2 separate regions of the Mus musculus genome follow, and region 2 is linked to region 1. Evidence: chromatin contacts called from public Hi-C data. All regions are on one chromosome and are shown on one strand. Each heading gives the region's core, a stretch centred on a gene start, on an enhancer-like site or on the middle of the called end of the contact. The rest is flanking DNA. Distances are from core to core; before and after follow the strand shown. Region 1 overlaps Vwa8 (von Willebrand factor A domain containing 8). Region 2 overlaps Elf1 (E74-like factor 1).

Region 1 (5,387 bases), core at 2,037-4,536:
CATGTCTGAAAACCAAAAGTCCTCTAATATATACATGGAGACATATCACTCCCACAGGAGCAAAAACTAGATTCCGAAAGAGGACTTGAGAAAAATTCTGAAGTGTTAGAGTGGTGTGTAGTCCTTTCAAATGACTTAGTACACAGACATACCACGCATCTGTGGCAGTGAGTTTTATATGAGGATGGAGAGGAACAAGTGAAACCTGGAAGAATACCTTGGGAAAACAACAGCAGTGATCTGACTGAAAACATGGTTCCTCACTCATAACTAAATGGAATATCTCCATCTAATCCCTCCCATCAATGCTGAAGGGACCCATGGAAGATGAGGAGGAAAAGAGGTGAGAACCAGAGGGCATGGAGGACACCAAGAAGACAAGCCCCTCCAAATCAACATGAACAAAGCTTGCATGACCTCACAGAGACAGAAGCAGCACGCACAGGGCCTGCATGGCTCTGGCACCAGGTCCTCTCTGTTTATATCATGGATGCCAATTTAGTGTATTTACGGGACTCCTAAATATGCAAATGAGTAGATCTGATTCTTGTGCCTTCTCTTGGGTTCTTTTCCTTCTTGTTGGCTTGACAACATCCAACATTTGTCCAACAGCGAAGTGATGGACAAATGTAATATGTTTTACCATATTATACTTTTGTTATGAATGAATGAATGAATGAATGAATGAATGAATGAATGAATGAAAATGGCTAATTGGGTAAAAGTTAACAAATGAACTGACATTCATACTTGCTGGGTGAGGTAAAATCACTTTTCTCCAATAGAATGATACTGGGTCAACAACTCCAGGGCAGGTCTCATGTTCAGGAGTAGTTAACCATCAAATAACAAACCACACACAGAGAGAAAGAAAGAAATGAAGTAAGGGAAAGAGGGAGGAAAGGAGGGAGAGGGGAGGGAGGGAGGGAGGGAGGGAGGGAGGAAAAAGAAAAGCAAGCATTGTTCCTGCTGAGGATGTAACTCAGGGTTAGGATATTATGTAGCATGTATGAGACCTTAGGTTCCTTCTCCAGCACACACCCAAACAAGTAAACTAGGTATAATAGCCATCCTATATAATTATAATTTATTTTAAATGCCTTGACCTTAGGATTACATACATTTCAGGTAACCAATTAATAGGGTTTACCCCTTACAACTGTCATTTTAAATAAGTGTTGAAATTGAGGAATACTTTATTTACCTTTTTCTTAAAAAAAAAAAAAACTACATTGAAGCAGAATCAATGCTATATATTAATGTGGTCTCTTAATTAAAGAAGAAATGGTATGAATGTATTTAAGCTAGAGCCTTTGGGATTGCATATTATTATGTGAGTGCTTATGGAAGTATCTTCCACAGTAGCACAATGCTTGTGTGTTGAGGACCACTGGCTTAAAAGGCAACTGGCTATCGCAGCAATGCCTTAGTTATACCTGGACTCTCTAGTGGTTCTTCACACTCAACACGCTGCCATTACCTGTGCTGGCCAGAGAGCATCTGGAAATGCTTAATGATGCTGCCAGGTTTGGGGGAGTGAAGGGTGATCTGAGACACTATCTCAGTGATGCTAACTGTATGTCCAACATGGTCCACCCCATCCAAGAGACTAATGACACTCTTACTGAGAATGCATATAGATTCTTTTTGCGAAAGCACTGTTAATGAACACTCCCTAATTAATCACAAATAAGCCCTGAGATATATTTTCTCTTAGTCTCTCCAGCCCTCTAAATGATGACACCACTAGGGAGGCCTGTTACTAGTGACTAAGTTCTTCCACAGTCCTGTGCTTATGTACGGTAGACACTGGACTGGGGGGTTCTCATAACTCCCTCATCCCAAGCAGCTTTTGAATCTAGTGTCTGACTGGTAATATACGACACATCTTCTTGAAGACCATGTCTCCATACTTTTATCTTTCCCCCAATAACAGTAGTTACGATGGGGCTTGATGTGTACCCCCAACACCTGAGAAATGAAGCAGGAGGGTGATAAGAGCTAAAAGGTAGGCTGGCCTTCTTAGTTAATTCCATGCCAGTTAGTTCTGGCCAGTGTGCTCAAGAATCACTAGAGAGCCCAAGAGTGGATGAAGGGGTTGCTGAGACTGCCAGCTGCCTCTAAAGCCATTGATCAACACACGTGCATCATGCTGACGTGGAGCTACTCCCAGAAGCACTCACAGGGACGTATGCAATTCCCAGTGCCCTGTTTTCTACGGTATGTCAAAATGCACTAAGTAGTAATGGTGCAATTCATTGCTTACCTATCATGTGGCAAAGAAATACACAAGTAATTTTTCTGCACTCTCTCATTTAGATCTCACAACAGGCCCAAAGGGCAGCAGGCAGCATTGTGTAAGGGGAGACGTGAGATCCCAAATCTGGTATTTATTACCTATGTGATCTTAATCAAATCATTTACGCTCCCTTTAATATCACTACCTATTTAATAGATATAATTGTCTTTACCGAGTACTGAGAATTGAAATAAGCACACAGATTGACAATTTATAAAGTAATAGCTATGCAAGTTCTTGCTCCCATTCTGCAAAGAGACGTCATAATTGAAAAGTAGCAGCATTTGCAGAACGGTGGTTAAGTCAAAGCCAACTCAGACTTCTGTTGTTCAAGTCCAAAGCTTGCTGCACAGTAATCATGTCTCACACACTCCACCAGAAGCCTTTCTGACACGTCTGTCTGTCTGTCTGTCTGTATGTATGTATGTATGTATGTATGTATTTGTGTGTGTGTGTGTGAGAGAGAGAGAGAGAGAGAGGAGAGAGAGAGAGGAGAAAGAGAGGTATCAGAGGAGAGCTTGCTTGAGTAGATCTCTTCTTCCACTATGTGGTTCAGGAGAACTAAACTCAGACTGGCACTCTGCAGTGAGCGCGTTTACCCACTGAACCATCCCACCAGCTCCCTCCAGGAGCTTTTTGACACCGTCAGGCTCAAGACTCTCCTTACCACAGGACTACATCAAATGTAGCATTTACATCAAACGGTGTTCTGGATATTAATCCTGTTTCTGTTATATTTTATAACATTAATGATATATTTCATCCTTTATTAGAATTTAATAGTCACTGCTATTTCTATACATTATATTTTTATAAAATTCCTACTTGTCTTCCTCATATTTTTAGTGCAGCACATTCTTCATGGCACTTCCCCTCTTAATTGGTTGGGAAGCTGCCTTACCCTGCAGAAAGCAAGCACTGTGCAGTGCTGTGTGATGCCTGTGGTGTCGTTCACATTAATGCTTCAGAGCAGCAGTATTTTTAGGACAGCCTCAAGGAAACATGAGTCATACTTAAAAGCATGCCAGAAATAGAAGCAAGATTTAAGGCTGCACATTACGAACATCTGCAAAGTAAACTGCCAAACTGCCATGCACAGTGTAACATAAGCAGGCCTGTGCATGGGAGAAAGCCCTAGCTTTGACTCCAGGTACAAGATGCCACTATCCTCCAGGAGTCCACCAAGAAAAACCCAGTGTTAAAGCTCTATTGTGGGACTTCATCTACAGTCCAGGCTACCCTCTGCCTGGGAAGATAAAACATCTGGGTCATGGTAAATTACATTTCTAACTAAAGTCTTAGCCAAGATTTTTCTTTTAAAAACTTAACTACTTGTGTTGTCATATTTAAGAGCTCTAAATTAATTTTATTGGGGTGCTCTAAATTATAATTTTTCTCCCCATGTAGATGCCAATTTATCATCTATGTAAAGACTTAAAATTAAAATTAAGCATAGTTCAACTACCCCCATAATAAACCCTTAGAAAGCGTTGATTGTTTGGCTTTGGCATTCTAAGAAACAATGTAATGTAGTGAAAGAGAAAGCATCTGGAGCCAGCAAACCAAGTGTGGCTCTTCATCCTGTCCTTAGCTTCCTGGGCAGGACACTTCAACCATTCTGGGTCTCATTTTCCAAAGAAAGCTAGTCTTTGACAGATATGACCACCGTGAGCACTACAGCTCCCAAAATATCTTGTTCAGTCCAAGTCAGTGAAAACCCAGTGTGCAAAAGTCTGTCCTCACCTGCAGAGCCCTCTCCTTGCTGTGTGCCTGGGCAGCAGGTACACAGTGTGCACTGGCGGACACAGATGGTTGGGGCTGAGGGTCCACTCGGAAGGAGTCCCAGAACTTACTGCAGCCATGTGTTAAGTATTTTCCAGTGACATAGCACTTTATTCACCATAATCACCCCCATAAAAATTATGCAGAGGGTTTGAAGAGATAGCTCAGTGGTTACCGCTACTATTGCTCTTGCAGAGGACCAGGATTCAATCCCAGCACCCACATGGTGTCTAACAACCATCTGCAACTATAATTCTAGGAGCTCTAACTTTTATGATCTTCACGGGCACCAGGCATGCATATACTACACATATATACATACAAGCAAAACACTCATTCACATTATTAGAAAAATTACTCAGAAAGACCTAAACCCAGGCCTACCAGGAGTCAGATCATCCTCCAATATATTCAGAGATTATAAAGGAAGTGCCACGAGACTCCTCACTGCAACTGTCCCCTCTACCTGCATGTGTCAATCTGTTCATGGAGGTGGGGATACAAAACAAGGCATTCAAAGCCCAAGTAAGTCCTCGCTATTTACAACATAGGATATGGGGCTAAATGAGTAAAATAAATTCAGGCACACAGCCCTACTTAGTGAGGACCTATTATATGCTGAGCACTGAGAACAGGAAGGTGAAGATAACAAGGCTCTCAGAGATGTCAAAGAGAAACAGTTCATATATAAACCTCAGCCATGAGGGGCACTGAGAGTCTTTATCCAACACAGCTACACCTAGATGAAAACTGCAATATTTTTCTTTCCTTTTGTATTTTTAGCAGGTATACAAAACAATGGCTTTTGTATATAACACTTTCCTACATGTGTATCATTGCTCAAGCCCCGCTGTCTTCCCCATCCTTCCTCCCTCGTCTTGCCTATCTTTCTCCACTCACCCATGTGGACCCCTTCTGCTTTCTTATATGTGTGTACACAGGCATATATAAACCTAGATTCTATATGTAAGAAAGACAGTGATGCTGGAATCAATACAGTATGGTACTGGTACAAAAACAGACTGTGGTCCAGTGCAACAAAATAAAGAAGCCAGAAATAAATTCCAATGCATATGGTTAACTATGGAGACAGGGTACCAAGAAGACATGATGGGGATAAGATAATCTTTCAACAAATGATGCTGGGGAAACTATTTCCATGTGCAAAGGAATGGAACTGAAACTTTATCTTACAGCTTATACAAAAATCAACTCAAAACTAAAAAGGGACCTAAAAGCATAAAACAGAATTCTACAAGAGAACATGGTGGGGATCCTCTGGCCATTGGCCTTGGCAATGACTTTT
Region 2 (5,387 bases), core at 1,706-4,205, 630 kb before region 1:
GATACTGGAATAGCACGGCTCTGCTGTATTAATTTTATTTAGTAACAGACAAGACTGATACTTACAGCAGTGATTCAATTGTTCATTAAGTTAGCAGAGGTGCCCAGACATCATGATGTATTAGCACAGCACAGCTAACATTACCATCTCATCTCTTAAATCAAAACTTAATCACTATAAAACACATAGACTTGCTTTTAAATCTACCTAGACCTTTGTGCTATTACACAGTTTCAAATACAGACTTAAGTAAATGTTTATGTCAAATTTAAGGGGGAACTCCACTTTCTAGGGTTCCCCACCCCCGAATCCAGTCAGTACACGTCAGTCAAGTTCATCTCAAGAAGCTCTGAGTCCGTCTGTCTAAAATGTCCAAACAGATCATGATCTTCCCTATACACAAAAAGACATGGCTGTCAAGTCAGAAAACAAAGCATCTGATCTACCCTAAGTCAACCTAAAAGCCTCACAGATTTTAAGCTTGTTTAATAATAGACATGATGGCACAAGCCTGAAATTGCAGGCAGGAATTTGGGGCCAGCCTGGGCTATATAACCAGCCCTGGCCTAAAACAGTCAAACAAACAATAATACCAAACCTATTTAAATGTACCCATTAATGAGCCATATACTCAGGAAGATAGCTGCTACAACAGTTCTCAAACACGTGTTTCCACAACACTATGAAGTAACAAGGAGAAAGAAGGAGAAAGCTCTTCCTCTACCAGTCACATGCTGGCACCTTATGGACACATTTTAGAGAAGTAACCCAGTTCTGGGCATCCAAACAATTCCCAGACTATCTCTCAGGCCCTTTTCCTTTGGGGAACTATAGCACAGAAATGCTTAGAATTAAGATTCCTAAGTTCTCACCACCAATCTTCACATTGAGGTTAAGTCCTAAAACAAAACATTTCTGCTGAACTCTAACCTCAGACCACTTGGGCTCCGCCTCTGCGGTGCGGCCCTGAGTTAGGCTTCCATACACGTATACTCTACATATACTCTAGTGCTCTCCTTCTGTTCATGAGCACAATAAATGACGACAAAGTCTAGAGCTGGGCAAAGCATCCGTGAGATATGTGTGCCTGGGACTGGGACTGCAGGTCAGCCGCAGAGCACCTGCCTAGAAAGATGCCAGCTTCAGTCTGCACCTCTGCTTAGAGAGAAAGCCAAATGTGTGTGCTGAAAGCCTGGTACAGAAACTGAACTCAATAAGCATTAGCTTAATTATAGCTCTGAATATAATGGGCAAAACATGCAACAGGTGCTCCTTAGGTTCCAATTATTTCTTAAGCCTCATCTCTACAGTCACTGAGAGCCTTTTACCAGAGCCCATTAGCCACAAAATCTAAGCTGACTCCAGTGTTTTGCATTTTGGTATCCTTTCGATAAGTCCAGTTGTATAAATCTTTGAAACTTTACTTCTGAGGCTAGAGAGATAGCTCAGTGATTAAGAGCATTGCTGCTTTTGTAAAGGAACTAGGATCAATTCTCAGCACCCACATGGTGGCTTACAACCATCTGTAACTCCAGTACCAGGAAACATGATATCCTCATGCAGGCAAAACACCCATTCATAGAAAATAAATATTTTTCAAAAACTTCACTTAACAGAGTTCAGTTAGGACCCTGTCCCAAACACAGTGACTTTATCAATTTTAAACACAAAACATTGTTTCATTCTAATGGCTATAACAACTCAATTCAAATTGTCTTGCATAACTTATTATAAAGTATTTCAAATATAAAAAAATTAATTGAAACTTGCAAAAATTAATCCCTCTTTGAATATAAAGCATAAAATATAGGATTTGAGAACCATTTCAGATACAAAAATATGAGATATCCATTAAGATTTTACATTAAAACTGGTATTTATTAATTTTATACTGCATTTGTCAGTTTTCAGCAATACGAAGACAAATATAACACTCCATAAAAATATCGAATCCCATTTCCTTTCCCTCAAATATTCCCTCCCTTTCAGAACCTTATCCTAAATAAAATACTTAATACATCAAGATTTTTTTAGCCAGATGGTGGGGGCACACTCACTCCTTTAATTGCAGCACTTGGGATTAATATTAATATTTCTTTAGAAATTACTATAGTACAAACACATTTAATGTAAGTAAACCATACATTTAATATAAGGTTCTAGTGGAACCAATGTGGAAACAATAGCTCCCTGTGGAAACAATAAACACAGAGTCAATTAAACAAACAAGATTTTAGAATGAATCATTCTAGCTCAAAAAGGTGAAAGGCATCAGCAAGGAGGAAAGGGAGAACTGGACGGGAACCGATTATTCGGATGGCACTTGGTTTCTGTACACTGCTGGCCGGGCGGGGGACCCGAGTAAGAGGACTTCTGTAATAACTGTACAGAAAATGACTGAACAGAAAGTGTTCTTACATCAAGTAGCTGCTGATGAAGAGACTTTCCCAAAATCATCTTCAAGAATTCTAAGAAAAACAAGGCTATTTGGAAAAATACTATTAGAAGAAATGCATCAGAAATTAAAGAACACAACATGAAAAAAGCGAGGCTCCACATTAAAACTAGAAACCAGAAGCAGTGGACCCACCGCTTGCAATGACTCTAATTTTTGTGTGGTGGACCACAATTTTTTCTGATGTTTTTCATTGTTTTAGAATGAATGCTAGGCAACAGAAATGAAGTCAAATTCGTGGTTATCAAAGTAGACGGCACAATGGTCTGCCCATCAATCAAAAATTTTGTAGAATTACAGGGTTTAGAGTTGAAAAAGACACCTAGGAATAGCTGAGAACTACACACTTCATTGAAAAGGTAAGGAATTTGGGACCATAAGCAATGTGACCTGCCTAAGGACACAGCCAATAAGCAGCAAAGAGAACATGAGAGGCCCAGGCTCCTCCTGCCCCTCCCTCTATCTTTACTAGTGAGACGTCACTCATGTTTTTATCAGCAGAGCACCAGGGGGAGAGGAAACGGCTCAGTGACAGAGAACATTGCATGCACAAGGCCCTGAGTTTAGACCCCAACACCATCAAAACCAAGCATGTGTTCCCAAGCACGGTCCCACACTCCGGTACACTTTTTAGTTGAAATGTCTCCGGAAGCTATTTTATGCATCCTCTTGATGCATAAAATCTATCGCTTCTAACCATATATACAGTTGGAGTGAAGGGAAGGTTTGAGGCTGTCTCCTTTGTAGCTTTAAGCCTTAGCTGAGCATTACTGTGCACCCCCAAGTCTACCATATCATATTCTTTTCAGCTTCACTCAGCCTTAAAAGAGCAAAATAAAAAATAAGAACAAAAACATGTACGCCTTTTATACAGCTACCACAATTTAATAACTCGTTAAAATATCTTCTGATGTTTACTGGTGTTCACAGTTCAAGTATAGTATCACTGCCATCATTTACATTGACAGATCTATGAATCTGTGAACAGAAGAGAAGACTCAGGGGTTAAGAGCACTGCTGCTCTTGCAGAGGCTCTGGGTTTGGCTGCCAGAACCCACAGCGCAGCTCACCCTTGCCTGTAACCACAGTTTGTGGGAATCCAATGCCCTCTTCTGGCCTCTGTAGGCCCCAAGCACACATGTGATTCACATATACCCAAACGAACATGCAGAAAACATAAAATATATAAATCTTTAAAAAGAAAAATAAGTGTAAACATGGGAGGAACCTCATACCAGTGCCATTACCATTATGCAATTAGAATTAATTTTCTCCAAATAAGAACAATATTAGTCTACTAGCTACCAATGGGAAGGAAGGAAAGGGCAATACTTTTATTTAATTTTTTTTTTTTTTTAGATTTTTTTTTCCTGTGCTTATGCGTGTTTTGCCTGAATGTATGTATGTGTGCCCAGGCATGCCCGGGTCCTGGTGGAAGTGTTGGGAACTGAACCTGGATTCCCTGCAAGAGCATCAAGTGTTCTCAAGCACTGAGCACAACCTCACTAGAAAGATCTAAGCCATGTACCATATTCACAAAATGGGGAGGCGGGACACAAGTTAATATTCAAAGTAAACAAGTCATCGCTCACTGCATTCAGGCCTTTCATAATTTAATTTTTAAAATAAATATGGTGGCAGAGAGGTCTTTTTTTTTTAAGATTTATTTATTTATTATAAGTACACTGTCCTCAGACGCACCAGAAGAGGGAGTCGGATCTCATTACAGGTGGTTGCTGGGACTTGAACTCAGGACCTTCAGAAGAGTAGTCAATGCTTTTACCCACTGAACCATCTCACCAGCCTGGCAGAGAGGTTTTTAACTCAGCACTTAAGAAGAGGCAATCAGATCTTAAAAAGTTCAAAGTTCTACTGAGGTCTACATAGTGAGCTTCTGGCTAGCCAAGGCTACACAGTAAGACCCTATCTCAAAAAAGCCAAACAAACAGCAACAAGCTTGGGGCTGGAGAGATTGGAGATGGCCCACGAGTTACAAATGCTCACTGCTATTCTATGATGACCATTATACATTTCCAGGCAGGAAGTGGCACACACACAAGCAAACAAATAAAATTTTCTTTAAAATAAAATAAAATGCTTAAAAGCAAAACATGGTTGCTCTTCATCTGTAATCTCACATTTAGAAAGTAGAGGCAAGAGAATCTTTTCTAGCCTAGCTTAGACCACATGAGACCCCAAAAATAAAAAATAAAAATAAATAGTACATAAACTTGACATCTAAATCCCCTTTTTAAAAAATGAGCCTTCTGATTTTTTCAAATTCTGTGTTTGGAGTTGTTTCTTTGAAAAAAATTAATGAATAAAACAAAGTTTCTGCAATTCATACCATACCACATACATGACGACCAGCTTGGTTTGGTTTGTGTCTTGGAGACAATGTTTTCTAACATAGCCCAGGCTGCCCGAGAACTCAGGCTCCCTTTATCCTTTGCATCTGCCTCCAAGTGCTGGCTCTCCAGGTGTGGGCCATCACATTCCCTTCCACATCTTTTAAGTAGCTAGCTAGTCAGAATAGCTACTTAGTAATACTGGACATTTGTCAACGTAAATAAACTGTCTTCACAGTAGCTATTATGTAATTAATAAAGGAGAACACTAATCATTCTTAAATTGAAAGACAGCACAGGGGAGTGGCAATCACAACTTTATCAAACTGCTTTGACTTTCTTATAAATAAAGTCCAAACGGTGGCACTGCATATCAAGGCCCAGATGTAGCTCTGGTGAAGCTCAAGCAGGTCTTTTCCCAATCAAACTCACCTGAGCTTCAACTGCGTTAACTTTAAAAGCCCCAGGATGAGCGAACCAATCAGGCTGACTTTCTCTACTCTCGACTTTTTGCTGACACAGTCCCAGGCCTCTGGGGGAGGCTGCAATTACTCCCCACACCTGAAATTCCAGTTCTTTCGCAT

The links. A called contact is a pair of places that touch in the nucleus more often than the background predicts.
Region 2: a contact with region 1 is called in a Hi-C map of pro-B cells, with 2.6 times the contacts expected there. The contact joins two enhancer-like sites. A contact is called at or near these places in 1 of 484 Hi-C or Micro-C datasets (pro-B cells) and 1 of 115 datasets of contacts at active chromatin or transcription factors (memory CD8 T cells).

What each region holds. Positions count from the first base shown.
Region 1 is chr14:78,898,935-78,904,321 of GRCm38.p6, reverse strand. All of the region lies in intron 2 of Vwa8 (von Willebrand factor A domain containing 8), which reads right to left. Among named protein-coding and RNA genes, the nearest start is that of Vwa8, 52 kb to the right of the region's middle. Within about 2 kb of position 3,286, at least 144 of the 459 cell types and tissues checked have an H3K27ac peak or open chromatin away from gene starts, as enhancers often do. A contact at or near this core is called in memory CD8 T cells and pro-B cells, where this site is marked.
Region 2 is chr14:79,527,894-79,533,280 of GRCm38.p6, reverse strand. The region is part of intron 1 of Elf1 (E74-like factor 1); the gene reads right to left. It also overlaps the pseudogene Gm9243. Among named protein-coding and RNA genes, the nearest start is that of n-TEttc4, 49 kb to the right of the region's middle. Within about 2 kb of position 2,955, at least 54 of the 459 cell types and tissues checked have an H3K27ac peak or open chromatin away from gene starts, as enhancers often do. A contact at or near this core is called in memory CD8 T cells and pro-B cells, where this site is marked.